Regions from separate parts of the Sus scrofa genome. Here all the other regions are linked to region 1. The links are chromatin contacts, called in public HiChIP or PLAC-seq and promoter capture Hi-C maps. All regions are on one chromosome and are shown on one strand. Each heading gives the region's core, a stretch centred on a gene start, on an enhancer-like site or on the middle of the called end of the contact. The rest is flanking DNA. Distances are from core to core; before and after follow the strand shown.

Region 1 (4,834 bases), core at 935-3,434:
CCAGAGGCTTCCGGAGGAGGAGAGACGCAGACGAGTCCAAGGTGAGGCCAGAAGCTGAGAGGGAGGAGAAGGCAGCAGGGGTGCAGGGGCGTCAGGGCTGCAGCCTCTCGATCGCCCTGCAGCCACATCTTCAGCCTCTGGGTGCCTGGGGCGCGTCTCCATCACTCTCCGCTGCTGCGTCTCATCCCAAGTGGGAATCACATGCGCACCGTGGGGCGGGGGCCCGGCATAGGTTGTGTTTTTGTCACCAGGCGTGTCTGTGTGTGCGGTTTGGTGTTTCTGGGTGTGTCTGTGTGGGTTGTGTTGGTGTGGCGCCAGGCATGTCTGTGTGTGAGTGTCTCATTGCCCTGTGGCTGGCGGGTCCATGTTCCTGCATGACATATGCCGCTGGAGGGGAGAGGGGTTATGGCTGTGTTTCCCCCCACTCCGAAGAGTGGCATCCGTGGGGCCACTGGGGCCACCATGTGAGGAGTTTGGTCTCCCCCTGACAGTGAGTCCCCATGAGTTGCTGTTGGAGGGTTTTGATCTGTGTTCAGGTGTACAGATCCGTGCATGACTTCAGTGCTGCCGCATGTGGCCACCTGCCACATGGTTGTCACTCTGGGAGTCATTATTCTGCATTGCATTTGCCGCTCTGTGTGTCAGCATGTGTAGTGTGTCTTTTTGGGTGTTATGTGTGTGTGTGTACATGTGTAATGCTGTGTATCACTCAGTGATATGACCCTGTGTCTCCTTCAAGGTGTTATGTCCATGTTGGGAGCCTCTCCTTTCCCTGCCCAAGAACACAGCCTGGGAACCCACACTCAGAGTTGTGTTTGCACAGCCGTGTATCACATTGTACCAGAGGGCGTCCCCTGGTGCCGAGTGCTTGTTGTGGCGGGCCTAAGTGTCGGCTGTGTCAGTGGGTCACACCTGCAGGTTCACGTAACATTGTGTTCATGCTGGGAAATAGCGTATCACGTGTTTTGTGTCACTGTCTCTTCATGTATTACTCTGCACACGCTGTTTGTGGGCCACCCCTGTTGGAGTGTATCGTGTGGGGGTGTTGTCAGTCCAAGGCAATGGTGCATGTTTTACTCTGTGCAATGTCGCTCTTGGGCATCGGGGTCCATGTCACCTGTGCCCAGTCCCCGCGCCACCTGCCCCCTCCCGGGGCACCATGCCCTGCTGTGTCCTCTGTGATGCACCAAAATAGACCAGAATGTCTTACACCAGAATGAGTCACTGCGCTTATAGGTCTGGCCCCCCTGCATCCATTCATTCTGTCCTTTGACTCTGTATCAAATGGCGCTGTGCATGGGGGTATATTGTGTGTCGGAGTGAATCCGAGCGTGTTTTGAATCACTCTGTGAGTGTATGTGCTTGAGTGGCCAAGGCCAGGATGCAGGGCAGTGTGGTCCTCTGTGCTGGACGGTGGAGCCTGCCATGCGTGTGTCCATAAAAGCTGTCTGCGCGTGTTGGGTATCCTTGCACAGGTGTGTGAGGTCTGGGGCGTCATGAGTGCCTCGTTCACAAGGACATGCTGTGTGTGGCATGTGGATATTGCTAGGTCAATATAGACTGTGTGTCTGTGGAACACTTGCATATATTGTGTTTTCGTAGCTACAACTAGGCATCATCCTGTGTGTGGCACCTGGGTGGGACTGTTTGTGTCAGAGGATGTTGTGCCAACTTTGACTGCAAAGTTTGTGGCTGTGTGTGGACAATATTGGGTGGCCATGTGTGCCACTGGGCACTGCCTGCCTCACTAAGTGCCAGCGTGTGTCACACCATGTGTGTGGTGTCTGGGTGTGGCTGTGGGTTTTAGAGCTTGTTGGGAGTTGTGAGTCACTCAGTGTAGGTTGTGTTGTGTGCCCATGGGTGTTGGGTTCCATCTCGGGCCATGCTGGGTGTGAGAGTGTATCACCCAGGGTCGCGTGGTGTCTGGGTGTGGCTGAGTGTAGGTGTGTATTACACGCTGCAGACCGTTGTGTGTGACAAAGCCCATTGTGTGTCAGTGTGCCTCTTAATCCACGTGGACACACGCCTCTTCCTTGCTGTGCCCCGAGACACACCCCAGCCCCTCCTTAGTCTGAGAAGGGGGGGGTTGGGGAGCCTCCCCTCAGCCCAGGGGCCTCCCGAGCACCTCCCCGCCCTGCCCAGCAGTCACCACCCCCCAGAGGGCACAGGCTCTGCCGTGCCTCAAAGCAAGAGCCCAGAGCAAGGGAGCAGAGCAGGCCGGGGACCTGTAAGCCACAGTGGCTGCCCTTTGCGTGCTGCGAGCTGGGGGACCCTGGGAAGGAAGCTGGCTGAGCCCCAAGACCCTGGGGGCCATGGGCGGGGAGCTGGTGCCGGGCCTAGGGGCCCTGCGGCGGCGAAAGCGCCTGCTGGAGCAGGAGAAGCATCTGGCTGGCTGGGCAGTTGCACTGGCGGGAATCGGCATCGGGCTCATGGTCCTGCACGCGGAGATGCTATGGTTCGGGGGGTGCTCGGTGAGTGCAGGCTGGGGGCTGGGACTCCTGGGTCTCAGGGAGGAGGGGCTGGGGGCCTGGATCTTGGATCTGAGAGAGGAGGAGGCTGGGGGCTGGGACTCCTGGGTCTCAGGGAGGTGAACATTGGGAGCGCTCCTGCAAAAGGAGGGGAAGAGGGGTTACAGAGTGTCAGTCTTGGAAGGTACTGCAATTTGACAGTTGGAGATCCAGGAACCCTGGAGGCCGGGGGGTGGCTGATCAAATTAGGGGAGAGGTAACCCCAGGTTTAGAGAAGGGAGGGTAGGGAGAAAGACTAACTTCTTCCAGTAGGCGGCGGCTCCTTGGTCCTTATCTGAACTCTGGCATTTGCCCAGTATCTCAGAGGCAGAGGGCAGAGACGAAAAGAACTGGCTGGGGTGGGGGTGGGAAAACAAGCCCCCCCCCATCTCCGGCATTAAGAAGCTCAGCCCCCACCCCCAGAATCTACAGGCTGTTCCGTCTGGGAAATAAGGGAGAGGCAGCTTCATCACAGCCTGGACTGCGGGGTCCCCCGGGAGGAGGGGCTGGGGGCCCGGGCTCCTGGGTTTGAAGGGGAAAGCGGCTTAGGGCATCTTTGTGGGAAGAGGGGCTGACTTTGAGGATGGTGTGAGAGGGGAAGGAAAGGACAGGTGGGGCCGGGACAGGTCTGAGCAGGCTCCCAGCACATTCCAGCCCCGGTCTGGGCAGCGATGGGGGCAGATGAAGGACGTGGGTCAGAACTGGCGGCTTGAGGACGGGACAGAATTGCTCAACAGGAAAGGAGGGGTTGAGGTCTGTCTGGGGTAAGGGACGTGGAACTGGGCTGGTGGAGGGGGGACACCGATTTGAGGACTGAGTTGGGAGATTCTTGGAGCACAGGGTTCAGGCTTGGACGTGGGGGTGGGAGAGGCAGGCAGCTCTGAAGTGACCAGGAGCTGCACGGAGGATCAGGGCAGGCCGGCTTCCTCTGGCTGGGTGGCCAGGCCACCGAAGCCCATGCCAACAGGAAGCATGGCTGGGCCCGACTCGCCGCTCCCGGTTCGGCATCCCGCCCAGCAGGGGAGGGGAGGGGAGGAGACGGGAGCCCTGGCAGATGGGGAAGGACAGGGGTCTTTCCTGGGCCATGGGGTCCCACCTCCCATTGCTTCCTTCCTCCCACTGCCAGCCAGGCTCCTGCTCTGAGCAGGGCATCTCTGGGATCTACAGTAGCTCCCTGAGCCTCAGTTTTCCCAAGTGGAAACTGGGGGCGAGGGTTGAAATACATGACCCGAACATTCCTCCTCAGCCACCTTTCTGTGGCTGCCTTGACAGCACCACGTCCCTCCCCACACTCTTCGTAATCTAATGAACTCATTCTGCAGGGATCCAGACACCTGCTCAGCAGGGGGAAGGGGCTGGAGGAGAGGCAGGTGCCAAACCCCATGGATGAGGGGGAACATGATGGAGATACTGGGGAGGAGGAGGTAGAGACCCAGAAAGACAGAGCAATGCAGTAAGAGGCAGAGTGGGGCAGCCACAGGGAAAGGGGGCCGGGACTGGGAGCAAGAGGAGGTGGAGGAAGAGGACCCCCAGAGCAGTGGATTGCAGAGTGGGGAGGGGGCTGTGTCTACTGGGGTGTGTGGGTCGGGACCAACTCAAGAAAGATGGGGGAACTCGGGAGCCAGAGAAGGATGAAGGGATGGGGGAGGGCTAGGGACAACAGCACCATTGTTCGGGGAGGGGGGGGGCAGGCCCCCTCGGGCAGGCCCCCTGGGGCAGGAAACTGGCCTTCTTCCCCTGCACAGAGGCCAGGCCCTGGCCGGGCCAGGGGAGCTGGCAGCCTTTTAGGAGAAACAGGTACTGGGCTCAGCCTGGGAGCCCAGATAGCTCCTTCCCCAACACCAGCCCCCAGGCAGAGATACACCCCTCCTCCCCACCAGGGAATCTAGCAGTCCAAGTTCCCTTTAAATCCCTCCCTCAAGAACTTTAGATTCCTCTAAGGTACTGCCACACAAAGAGGGAAAAAAACTTCCCGTGGTTTCTGGAGGCCATGTGCTTCCGGCCAGACCTACCCTGGGCTTAGATCCAGGAGAGAGGGCAGGAGGTGGGGAGGAGGGGGGAGGAGACACACAGGGCCGGACTGGGGGGCCTTTCTCAGAGTAGGCGCTAGGGTCTCAGGGACCCAGCCCCCTGGATGAGGGCAGGGGAGGATGTCATTTGTTCCTTGGGGATTGAAGGATAGTTTCTAGACTCCTCAGGAACTGGGGTGTGTGGGGGGGCTTGAAATTACTTTCTCAGGTCAGAGACCAGCTGGGTGGGAAGGGAAGGGGGGGCACTCTTGAGAGGTTAAATGTCTGATTCTAGACACCCCTCCCCCAAATACATAC
Region 2 (4,834 bases), core at 804-3,303, 170 kb after region 1:
CCACAGGTGTGGCCCTAAAAAGCAAAAGAAAAGAAAAGATCTCTTCCAGTCCCCACTACCCCTCCATCCCTGGGATATCCCTTTTGCCCCACATGACCAACCTGATGGCGTTCCTTCAACCCATCCCAGCCCTTTCCTTCTCTTCCATACCCCATTTCGCCTCTTGCATATTGGATTCCCCCCTCTCCCCGCGTCTGGATTTCTCTCTTTCCCCTTGTCCTTTCTTTCCTGATAATCCCTTCGTGCCTAAGAAAGTCTTTCTGTCCGCTCCTCCCCCCATCTTCTGCTTGGGAGCCTCATTTTCAGAAAGCGATGACAATGGCGGTTGTGGTCTTCCCATCAGCATCCTCGCTCTGTCCACCTTGGATTATCTTTCCCTCTTCCTGCCCGCTCACCACGCAAAGGTTCCTCCCAGTGCGCATGTGCTCCCCTGAAGGCACCCCCCCCCCGCCCCCCGGATCTGACTCTGCCCCTGCCCTCTTACTTCTGACGTCTCAGCCGCCCGGACCACGCATGAGTCCCGGTCGGCGTCGCAAGTCCTCACATCTCCACCGCAGGTGAGTCGGAGCCTGTACACACCTCACAGCCTCCAGATCGTTCATGGGCGGGGCACTGACCTCTGTCCAGGGAACTGTCTGAAGCTCTTGCAGGGACGGGAAGCGACTCTACCTGGGGCAAGTTTCCCAAACTACAAGGCTGGGGGCTTTGGACGCTAGGGTCCTTGGAGAAAGCTTGGGAACTGGGATGGGGAGTGGGGGAGCTGGGGAAGAAGATTTGCATGGACTTTTGTGAACCTTCGGATCCAAGTGGTTCTCAGATGTGGGCCTCTTCCTTTTAGTTACCCTCCGTAGGTCTGCACCCCCAGTCAAGAAGGAGGGGTGAGGGCCAGGAGGGCAAGGGCATGGACCCCTTGGTCGTGAGAGAGGAGGCAACTAGGGGCCCAGACACCTGGGTCCTCAGGAAGGTGGAGTTTTCTTGAACTCCTGCATCTAAGAGAGAAGGGGATTGGGGACCAGAACTCCGTAGAGTCCTGAGAGAAAGGAAATCTCTCCCTTTCCAACCATTAAAAAAAAAAAAAAAAAATTCCCTTTCTGGTCATACTCTGATCTGATTTTCTAGAATTCAAATGGGTCTTAATTTATTTTTGGGGGTCTTTTTAGGGCCACACCCGAGGCATATGGAAGCTCCCAGGCTAGGAGTTGAATCAGAACTGCAGCTGAGGCCTGTGCCACAGCCACAGCAGTGCCAGATCCGAGCCACATCTTCAACCTACACCGCAGCTCGAAACAACACCAGAATCCTTAACCCACTGAGCAAGGCCAGGGATCAAACCTGCATCCTCATGGATACTAATTGGGTTCTTAACCTGCTGAGCCACAACGGGAACTCCCCAGATACCTTATTTTGAGTGCCTTCCCCCAGGGATCAGAGGATTCAGAGCCCACCCACCCCCACTCCTTTCTCAGGGATTCAAATGCAAGTTTTTGAGCTATTCCTCCTCTGGGATCCCAAGCTTTCTCTCCTTTACCCTCTGCTTTCACCATGAATCTGAATTTTCGGACTCTTTCCCCCTGGAGGACCTTGCTGAATGCTGTCAGTCTTCTTTCCTGGAGTCCCAGAAGTCCAGGCCCCTAGTCACCCAGACCCAGGAGGGTGCAGAGCAGGGCAGAGGCCAGCAGGAAGGTCTCAGGTTTCACGGAAGTCCTCATGTTGGGTGAGTGAGCCTGCAGTTCCAGGACCCCAGCTCATGGGAAACTGAGGAGGGGTGGGTCTGGACACAACTTACCCCTAGGGTGAAAAGTGGCTGATGTGTAAGATCTGGGGGCAGGCCTCTGCACCTCTGGGTAGGAGAAACAGAACCAGAATCCAAAAGGGACATGGGCATCTGGTGCCCAGCCCCCTCCTCCGCCCGGACCCCAGGAGTCTGGGCCTCCATCGCCTTTCTTCCATCAGGACTCAGACGGGCACTTCCCTCTTTTTTCCCTTTCCCACCGATCCTTCCCCGACCTTTTATTTTCTGGCCTGAAGCCCAAGATCAGAATCTGGACATTAGATTCCCTGTAGGATAGAGCGGCTGGAAGGACTGAGATGCCCTCTCCCTTCTCTCTCTCTTCCCAGGGAGGTCCTCAGCGTGGGCGGGGCCCTAGCTGGGAGCGCCCACCTTGTCCAGGCTCGTTCTGCAGAGGCGCCGGCGCCTAGTCTCCCTTCCTTTCTTGGCACGCTTGGTTCATACTCCCTTTTCTGTGTTAAGGCTCTCTCCAGCTCCAACCCCACCCGAAGATGCGCTTCTGGGTCTCGTGGGGACCGAACAGATGGGTGCCTGTCAACCGGCAGGGATGGGCGTGTTACGAGACGGATGCCCACAGGTCATATTGGACAACTGAGGCAGGGTTGGGAGCCGTCGAGGCTGCTTGTGTGTCTGCCTTGGGCACGTGCTTTGGGTTTTATTTAGGTCCTTTACCCACTCTCTCTTGGCCTCAGGCATAACTTTCAAAGGTCCGAGATTTTTTTTCCTTGTGTGTTGGGCGGGGCGGGGGAGCGGCGGCAAGGGAGTAGCCAGCAACCGCTGAGGGGATCCGGTTGCAGATCCCTGCAAAGATCTGCTCAGGTTTGCTGCCCTCTTGCTTTTCGGGCTTCAGTTTGGGCGGTGAGGATGGCGAATTTCTTCTGGGTCCCACTACCCGAGGCCGTTCGGGTAGCAAGACTCTCTCTCCGAACGCTGGGTGTGAACGTCACTGGGAGGAGGGGCTAGAGAGCTGTTTGGCCTGAGGGAGGCGGGAACAGCTCGTTCGTTGCTAGGGAACAGCGCCTCTGGCCTCTGGCTGGAGAGACGCACTGGGCTTGCGCAGTGTTGACGCGACCTCCGGCGCGCCGCTGTTTGAAAGGCCCGAGCCTCGCGCGCTTGCGCAGTTAAGCCCGCGCAGGGAGCACCCCCTGTCCGCCCCCTAAACTCAGACCCTCCTGCGTCTTTCTGGCCAGGCGAAGCCCACGGCGCTGACATGCCGGAGATCCGCCTCCGCCATGTGGTGTCCTGCAGTAGCCAGGACTCGGTGAGGGACTGGCGTGGGGGGAGGTTGGAAGAAGTAAAGGAAATCGTGAGGGGTCTCTATGAGAACTTTTGGAGTCTAAAAGGTGTTGAAGAGAAATCAGCATCTGGGCTGCAAAGAACAACGAACTTTATTTGGAGTCTTAGGAATTGCAATTCGAGAGATATAGATTCCCATAAAGCTGAAAGAGGGTTGGGAAAGAGAGTCAGGAGCTTATGAGGACGAAGGCTCGTTAGGTTGAAGTTGTCTGGAGAGAACTGTAGTTGACTCTGAAACAAGTAAGGAAACATTTAGCTTTAAAGAATAGGCTGTCATGAGTTACTTTAGGGTAAGGGAGCCATAAATAGATAGGCTGGCATGAGTTATTTACCGAGAAGGTTGGATTAGTATCTTGAGTTTCTAGCAGATGTTTTGGATATCTGTGTTAATGCAGTAAGCGGTCACAAGGTCAGGTTCCGTCCAGGCTGAGACCTGCATGGGCACAGTTCCTCAGTGGCCTCCCAGCTCCATTTTAGCGAGCTCTCTTAGCAAAACGGACTTCATTTTGATTTTCCTTTCAAAAAGGAACTTCTGGGGATTCTAAGGAGGCCACGGGGGAATTTCCTGGCAGCCGTAAGGGAATTCTGGGAGAGAAGTGGAATAGGAGGCCTTCTGGGCATCTATGGAACTTCCAGAGAGGAGAGGAGGGAGTGGGGAGCTTCCTTAATTTCCAGGAGAAAGTGCTGTAGGGGACTCAAGGCAGAGTGTGGGGAATTAATTGGGAAACTTAAATCTGGGGGATTTCAGCGGGCTTGGGAGGACTCAAAGGAATAATCTGAGAGCTGGGGAACTAGCTGGCATCTCAAACTCTCCCTTTCCCACTCTTCTCTCCAGACCCACTGTGCAGAAAACCTTCTCAAGGCAGACACTTATCGAAAATGGCGTGCAGCCAAGGCGGGCGAGAAGACCATCTCTGTGGTTCTCCAGGTGATCCTGCCCTCCCCCCTCTCCTCCATAGGAGTCTGGAGACCCAGGTCTGGACTCTGCTCTTGAGTTAACTGGCAGTGAGTTGAGACACTTCCCCTTTGGACCTCAGCTTCCTCACCTGGAAAGTGAGCAATGTGATCCCTTTGCCCCTTAGCACAGGAGAAAGGTGATCCGGGGCCCAGGCCAGGGATGACTGTAGGAATCGGTGCGGGCCCAGGTAGTTTCTGGGCTGCAGGTTCCTCAGCTGGAACGCAGTGAATCATTGCCGTGTATCCTGCCTTTTAAAGTCAGTGGGTTCAAGGCTGGAAGTGTCTCAGATCATCTAAGCCAGGCAAGCTAATTTTAAAGATGGAGAGGTGGAGGGAGTTGCCATTGTGGCTCAGCAGTAATGAACCCAAATAGTAGCCATGAGGATGCAGGTTCAAACCCTGATCTTGCTCAGTGGGTTAAGGATCCAGCGTTGCGGTGAGCAGTGGTGTAGGTTGCAGACGAGGCTCAGATCTTGTGCTGCTGTGGTGTAGGCTGGGAGGTACAGCTGCTCTTTGCCCCCTAGTCTGGGAACCTCCATATGCTGCAGGTGCGGCCCTAAAAAAAAGAAAAAAAAAAAGATGAGGAAATGGAGGCGTAAGGGAAGGAGAAGTGAGGTGGCTGTCTGAGCTGCCACGGCTGGAAAGCTGAGTGCTTTGGTGCCCCTTTCACCAAGTCCGCCCCCAGCCCTGTGGAGTTGGAGGAAGGCAAAGGGGAAAGGGGAGTTTGACCTGAGATGGTTATAGAATTCCAAACAGGCTGCTCCCTTTGGGCATAAGAAACTGATGGGAGAA
Region 3 (4,834 bases), core at 1,582-4,081, 150 kb before region 1:
TAAGGATCCAGCATTGCTTGGAGTTTACCTGTGGCTCTGGTTCAGTCCCTGGCCTGGGAACTTTTGTATGCAGCAGGCGTACCCAAAAAATTAAAAATAAAATTAAAAAAATAAAACCTGTTTTCATAGTTTCAATGGAGGCTTAAGAGGTTGTTGCTTTGTTGTATAAAAATCACCTTTATTTTTTTTTCCTTTTTAAAGCCGTACCTGGGGCATCTGGAAGTTTCCTAGCTAGGGGGTTGAATTAGAGCTGCAGCTGCCAGCCTACATCACAGCCACAGCAACACTGGATCTGAGCTGCATCTGTGAACTACACCACAGCTTGTGGCAACACTGGATCTTTAACCCACTGAGCAAGGTGAGGGATCAAACCTGCATCCTCACAGAAACAACGTCAGGTCCTCAACCTGCTGAGCCACAATGGGAACTCCAAAAATCACCTTTAACCTCAGAAATATCTGTTCCTCTCTCTTAGTTTGTCACATTAATCTTGATGCCTTTGCAGTAATATTTAAGATTACTTTGATGAATTTTTTTTCTTGTAAATGTATATATAACTTAAAATTTTCCATTGTAACCATTTTTGAGGGGGAGAGCTCATTAAGATTCAATTGCCTTCAGACTGTTGTGCAACCATCGCCACTATCCATCTCCAGGACTTTTTCACCATCCCAAACTCAGACTCTATACCCATTAAATAAGAACTCTCCATTCTCCCTCCTGTTGGCCCCTGATAACCACAATTCCACTCTCTCTATGAATCTGACTTTTGTTTTGTTTCGTTTTTTAAGACCACACCTGTGGCATATGGAGGTTCCCAGGCTAGGGGCTGAAGTCAAATCAGAGCTGTAGCTGCCAGCCTATACGAGAGCCACAGCAACGCAAGATCTTTAACCCACTGAGTGAGGCCAGGGATCGAACCTGCTTCCTCATGGATGCTAGTCAGATTCATTTCGGCTGAGCCAAGACGGGAACTCCTGAATTTGACATTTTGGATGACTGTTTTTTAAAAGACAAAAGATCTTTCCAACTTGACTGTGTTAACAGTGGGGCCTTAAAAAGACTCTTATCATGAAGAAAAGTTAATAAAATCTTGTGATTTGACAGTAAGTTAGGTAATCAATACATTTAGGCTAAAAAGCTATAGTAATTATTGTAATGATAAAAACAACAAAAACGGCAATGTTTCACATGAAATAAGCACTCAAAGCACATGTTAGAGACCTTGAGAAGCATTTGAACGCTTTGTTTCATGAGGCACCTGCCACACACCTGTGAAGAAGCTACCGGTGTCGTAGTCGTGTGACTCCTGTCCAGTCACCAACGTCTCTGTGCCTCTTCTCAGCTATCACAAGGAGAGGCAAAAAAGAGTGTCAGTCACAGGGTTACTGCAGGGGATAAATGAGCTGATGATGCAATGCTCTTGGCCTTGTACCTGGCATTGTAGCAAGTTCTCAATACATGATGACAATGATGACTGTTGTTCCCACGTAACAGATAAGGAAGCTGAGGCTTGGGGAGGTCGAGAGGCAAGGCTGGAACTTGAATCCGGTCCTTACACCAGAGCCAGACTTCAGTATCTTCTCTCTCTGCTGCGTCTAAAGAAAAAAATAAACAAACAGATGGGAGGCTGAGGCTTCACAGAAAGAGAAATGAGATCTAATATGTAGTACTGGGTCACTTTGCTGTACAGCAGAAATTGGCCCAACACTGTAAATCAACTATACTTTAACAACAGCAACAAAATTTAACCAAGAGAAATGAGATCTTGAGAGTTAGGGATAAAGGACCGAGAAATGATTCTGAAGCCAGAGGATCTGCTTGAAGGAGGGGAGAACAGAGCTGGTTTGGCTGTAGAGGCTCTGGGATCAGACCACCACTATTCGCATACTGGCACTTCCAACCTGCTACTACTTAGTCCCAGTGTCTGATCCATAAATTAGGGATGAGGATGATGACAGGAGTAATAACAACATCAACGTCACAGGAAAGCTGGTCCAAGTGACTACACATAAAACAGAGAAGACTCCGCAGCGGCTGAAACATTCACTGTGGCTGCTTAATATGAAAGAGTCAAGGAAGCCCTTCCTTGGGGTGACTGCAGCCGCACACGGCTTGATGAGCAGAGGCGGTGGACTGGATTCCAGATGCTGCTCACACCTTGGCCGAGAGCCCCTGGGAACGACCAGCCCAACCACATACGGTGGCCCGAACACAAGTTCTCCCTGTGGCTCCCAGGGTATGATTGATTGGGAGGCGAATAGAAATTTCAAGTGAAATACCCATATTAAGAGATTATTATTAGTTACTTACTAATTAACTAATCAGCAATTAGTAAATTAGTAATTAATTACTGGTTAATTTATTCCTTATTAATCATGATCAGTCCTACTCCAGAAGGAGTAGCACAGAAAAGGGTAGTGTAAAACTTTCCAGTCAGGAGTGCCCACCCACCATGGCTCAGTGGTTAACGAACCCAACTAGTATCCATGAGGACGCAAGTTCAGGTTGCAGACATGACTTGGATCCCGCATTGCTGTGGCTGTGGTGTAGGCCGGCAGCTGCAGCTCCGATTCGACCCCTAGCCTGGGAACCTCCATATGCCACAGGTGCAGCCCTAAAAAAAAAAAAGACAAAAAACACACAACACCTTTCCAATCTTAGAAAAAAACGCCCTTTCAGAATTTGCAATTCACTTTGTGCTGACTCTACATTTGCCTGGTGACTTCTGCTCAGTGAGAAGCGTTTTACAGAGAGCTCTATCACCGCTGGGGAAAGGGGATAATTAGTCAATCAACTGTCTGTCTTGTGATTAATACTGACTCAGCTTTACATTCCAAGAACCTAAAACAGTGCTAGGAGCACAGTGGTTGCTCAGTAAACACTCAGCAGTCACTGTCAGTGACAATGTCAATGTCATGAGCCCAGCACCCAGGCACCTTCCAGCAGAGGCACAGGGAAAGGCCAGACTCATTGGTCGAAGGTCTCTCCGGGATGTAAAATCCTGAGACTGGTCCCACTACAGAGGATTTGGAAAGGAGGGGTTTTATTTCCATGTTTTTCCTCTCGGTCTTTCACAATATTTGCAAGAGCAAGGTCATCTCTGGAAAGAAAAGGGCCTCTGTTACCATTTTAGGAAGGTGCTTTCCACTCTTCAAAGTTAATGCCTAAAAGGACTCTTGTTACAAAATCCACAAAATGTGTCCATCAAAATATTGAGAATGGGGAGTTCCCTGGCAGCTCAGCGGGTTAAGGATCTGGTGTTGCCACTACTGTGGCACTGGTTGCTGCTGTGGCATGATTTCAATCCCTGGCCCAGGAACTTCCACATGCCACAGGCACAGCCAAAAAAAAAAAAAAAATATATATATATATATATATATAGAGAGAGAGAGAGAGAGAGAGAGAGAGAGAGAAGAACAGCAAATATTTCATTGCCTACATGATTAGCACTAGATAGGATTGACTTGTTAATTCTTTATTTAAAAAATGAGTTTATTAACTCAATGAACATTTATGGAAATCAGACTAAAAAGATACAATTACTCGAGCTGTTGATAGTCTAGTGATTAGGACGCCAGCAATCTAGCTGCACGCTGCACAGTACCGGGCTAGTGAGTGGGGCGCTTTGGAGGCACAAGTAATGGGTCTTGAGGGCCACACTCATACGGAGCAGGTTCTACATCAGCGGGGCTTGATCTAAGCCCTGTAGGATGACTGCGGGTTTTTATGTTTGTTTGTTTTTTTAGGGCCGCACCTGTGGCACATGGAAGTTCCCAGGCTAGGCATCAAATCGGAGCTACAGCAGTGGGCCTACACCACAGCCTCAGCGATATCAGATCAGAGCCGTGTCTGTGACCTACACCACAGCTCATGGCAACGCCGGATCCTTAACCCCCTGAGCGAGGCCAGGGACAGACCCACAACCTCATGGTTCCTAGTTGGATTTGTTTCCACTGCGCCACGATGGGAACTCCTGGATGACTGGGTTCAGTCGGAAAAGCAGAATCACGGAAAAACCTCAAGGGAACACATGCCACGATTGTACGTGAACACAAACAAGAGGCAGAAAAAGACGGACAGGAAGACAGGACTCAACCCATGGTGCTGTGAGTCCCTGTTTATCAGCAAGTCAGCAGGAAAGCAGGAAAGGAGTGAGGAAGTGAGTCAGAGGACTCCTTCTGTGTTGGAAAGAGATGCTCTCCCAGCAGACGGGAGCTCTGAGGGGGAAGAGGCGGGGGCCAGAGAGCCTGTGAGGAGGGCCACACCAAGATTCACGACCTCCTTTTTTTTTTTTCTTTTTTTTCTTTTTAGGGCCAATCCCACGGCCCATGAAGGTTCCCAGGCTAGGGATCCAATCGGAGTTGCAGCTGTCGGCCTGGCCTACACCACAGCCACAGCCACAGCCACGCTGAATCTGAGTCACATCTGCAACCTACATCATGACTTGTGGCAACGCCAGATCCTTAACCCACTGAGCAAGGCTAGGGATCGAATGTGCATCCTCATGGGTGCTTGTCAGCTTCTTAACCTGCTGAGCCACAGTGAGAACACTTTTAAGAATAAGAAGGCAGGATAAAGGGTAAGAAGAGATGGAGGGAGGGGCCACTACAGACAGAGCGTTTGTCCTGGAAGGCTTCTGAGCAAAGCGCTGAGCTAAGAGGCAGACAGCCAAGCAGGTATCTAAAGGATGAGCAATTTAGTTGGAGGGAAACAGAAAATAGTTTGTTCAAAAGTCATGAGTCAGGGAGTTCCCGTCGTGGCACAGTGGTTAACGAATCCGACTAGGAACCATGAGGTTGCGGGTTCGATCCCTGGCCTTGCTCAGTGGGTT

Evidence for each region. Promoter capture Hi-C pulls out the DNA fragments that hold promoters and counts their contacts. HiChIP or PLAC-seq counts read pairs in DNA pulled down with a chosen protein or histone mark.
Region 2: a promoter capture Hi-C map of fetal skeletal muscle shows a contact between it and region 1, with 2.4 times the contacts expected there. The contact joins the promoter of PINLYP here to the promoter of KCNN4 in region 1. A contact is called at or near these places in 1 of 5 promoter capture datasets (fetal skeletal muscle), 1 of 47 Hi-C or Micro-C datasets (embryonic fibroblasts) and 1 of 2 datasets of contacts at active chromatin or transcription factors (alveolar macrophages).
Region 3: an H3K27ac HiChIP or PLAC-seq map of alveolar macrophages shows a contact between it and region 1. The contact joins the enhancer-like site here to the promoter of KCNN4 in region 1. A contact is called at or near these places in 7 of 47 Hi-C or Micro-C datasets (embryonic fibroblasts, epiblast stem cells, fetal skeletal muscle and 4 more) and 1 of 2 datasets of contacts at active chromatin or transcription factors (alveolar macrophages).

Annotation. Positions count from the first base shown.
Region 1 is chr6:50,590,868-50,595,701 of Sscrofa11.1, reverse strand. It overlaps KCNN4 (potassium calcium-activated channel subfamily N member 4), which reads left to right and starts at 2,184. Exons shown (of 9, transcript NM_214018.2): 1 at 2,184-2,471. The coding sequence starts at 2,313.
Region 2 is chr6:50,423,770-50,428,603 of Sscrofa11.1, reverse strand. PINLYP (phospholipase A2 inhibitor and Ly6/PLAUR domain-containing protein) reads right to left here and starts at 2,053. Exons shown (of 5, transcript XM_021097545.1): 1 at 1,749-2,053; 2 at 1,714-1,747; 3 at 1,640-1,712. The coding sequence starts at 1,936. It overlaps XRCC1 (DNA repair protein XRCC1), which reads left to right and starts at 2,874. Exons shown (of 17, transcript XM_013988646.2): 1 at 2,874-3,050; 2 at 3,921-4,013. The coding sequence starts at 3,000.
Region 3 is chr6:50,743,423-50,748,256 of Sscrofa11.1, reverse strand. It overlaps ZNF45 (zinc finger protein 45), which reads right to left. Exons shown (of 7, transcript XM_021094497.1): 2 at 1,436-1,598; 3 at 1,273-1,345. Among named protein-coding and RNA genes, the nearest start is that of ZNF45, 24 kb to the right of the region's middle. Within about 2 kb of position 2,831, at least 4 of the 83 cell types and tissues checked have an H3K27ac peak or open chromatin away from gene starts, as enhancers often do. A contact at or near this core is called in alveolar macrophages, where this site is marked.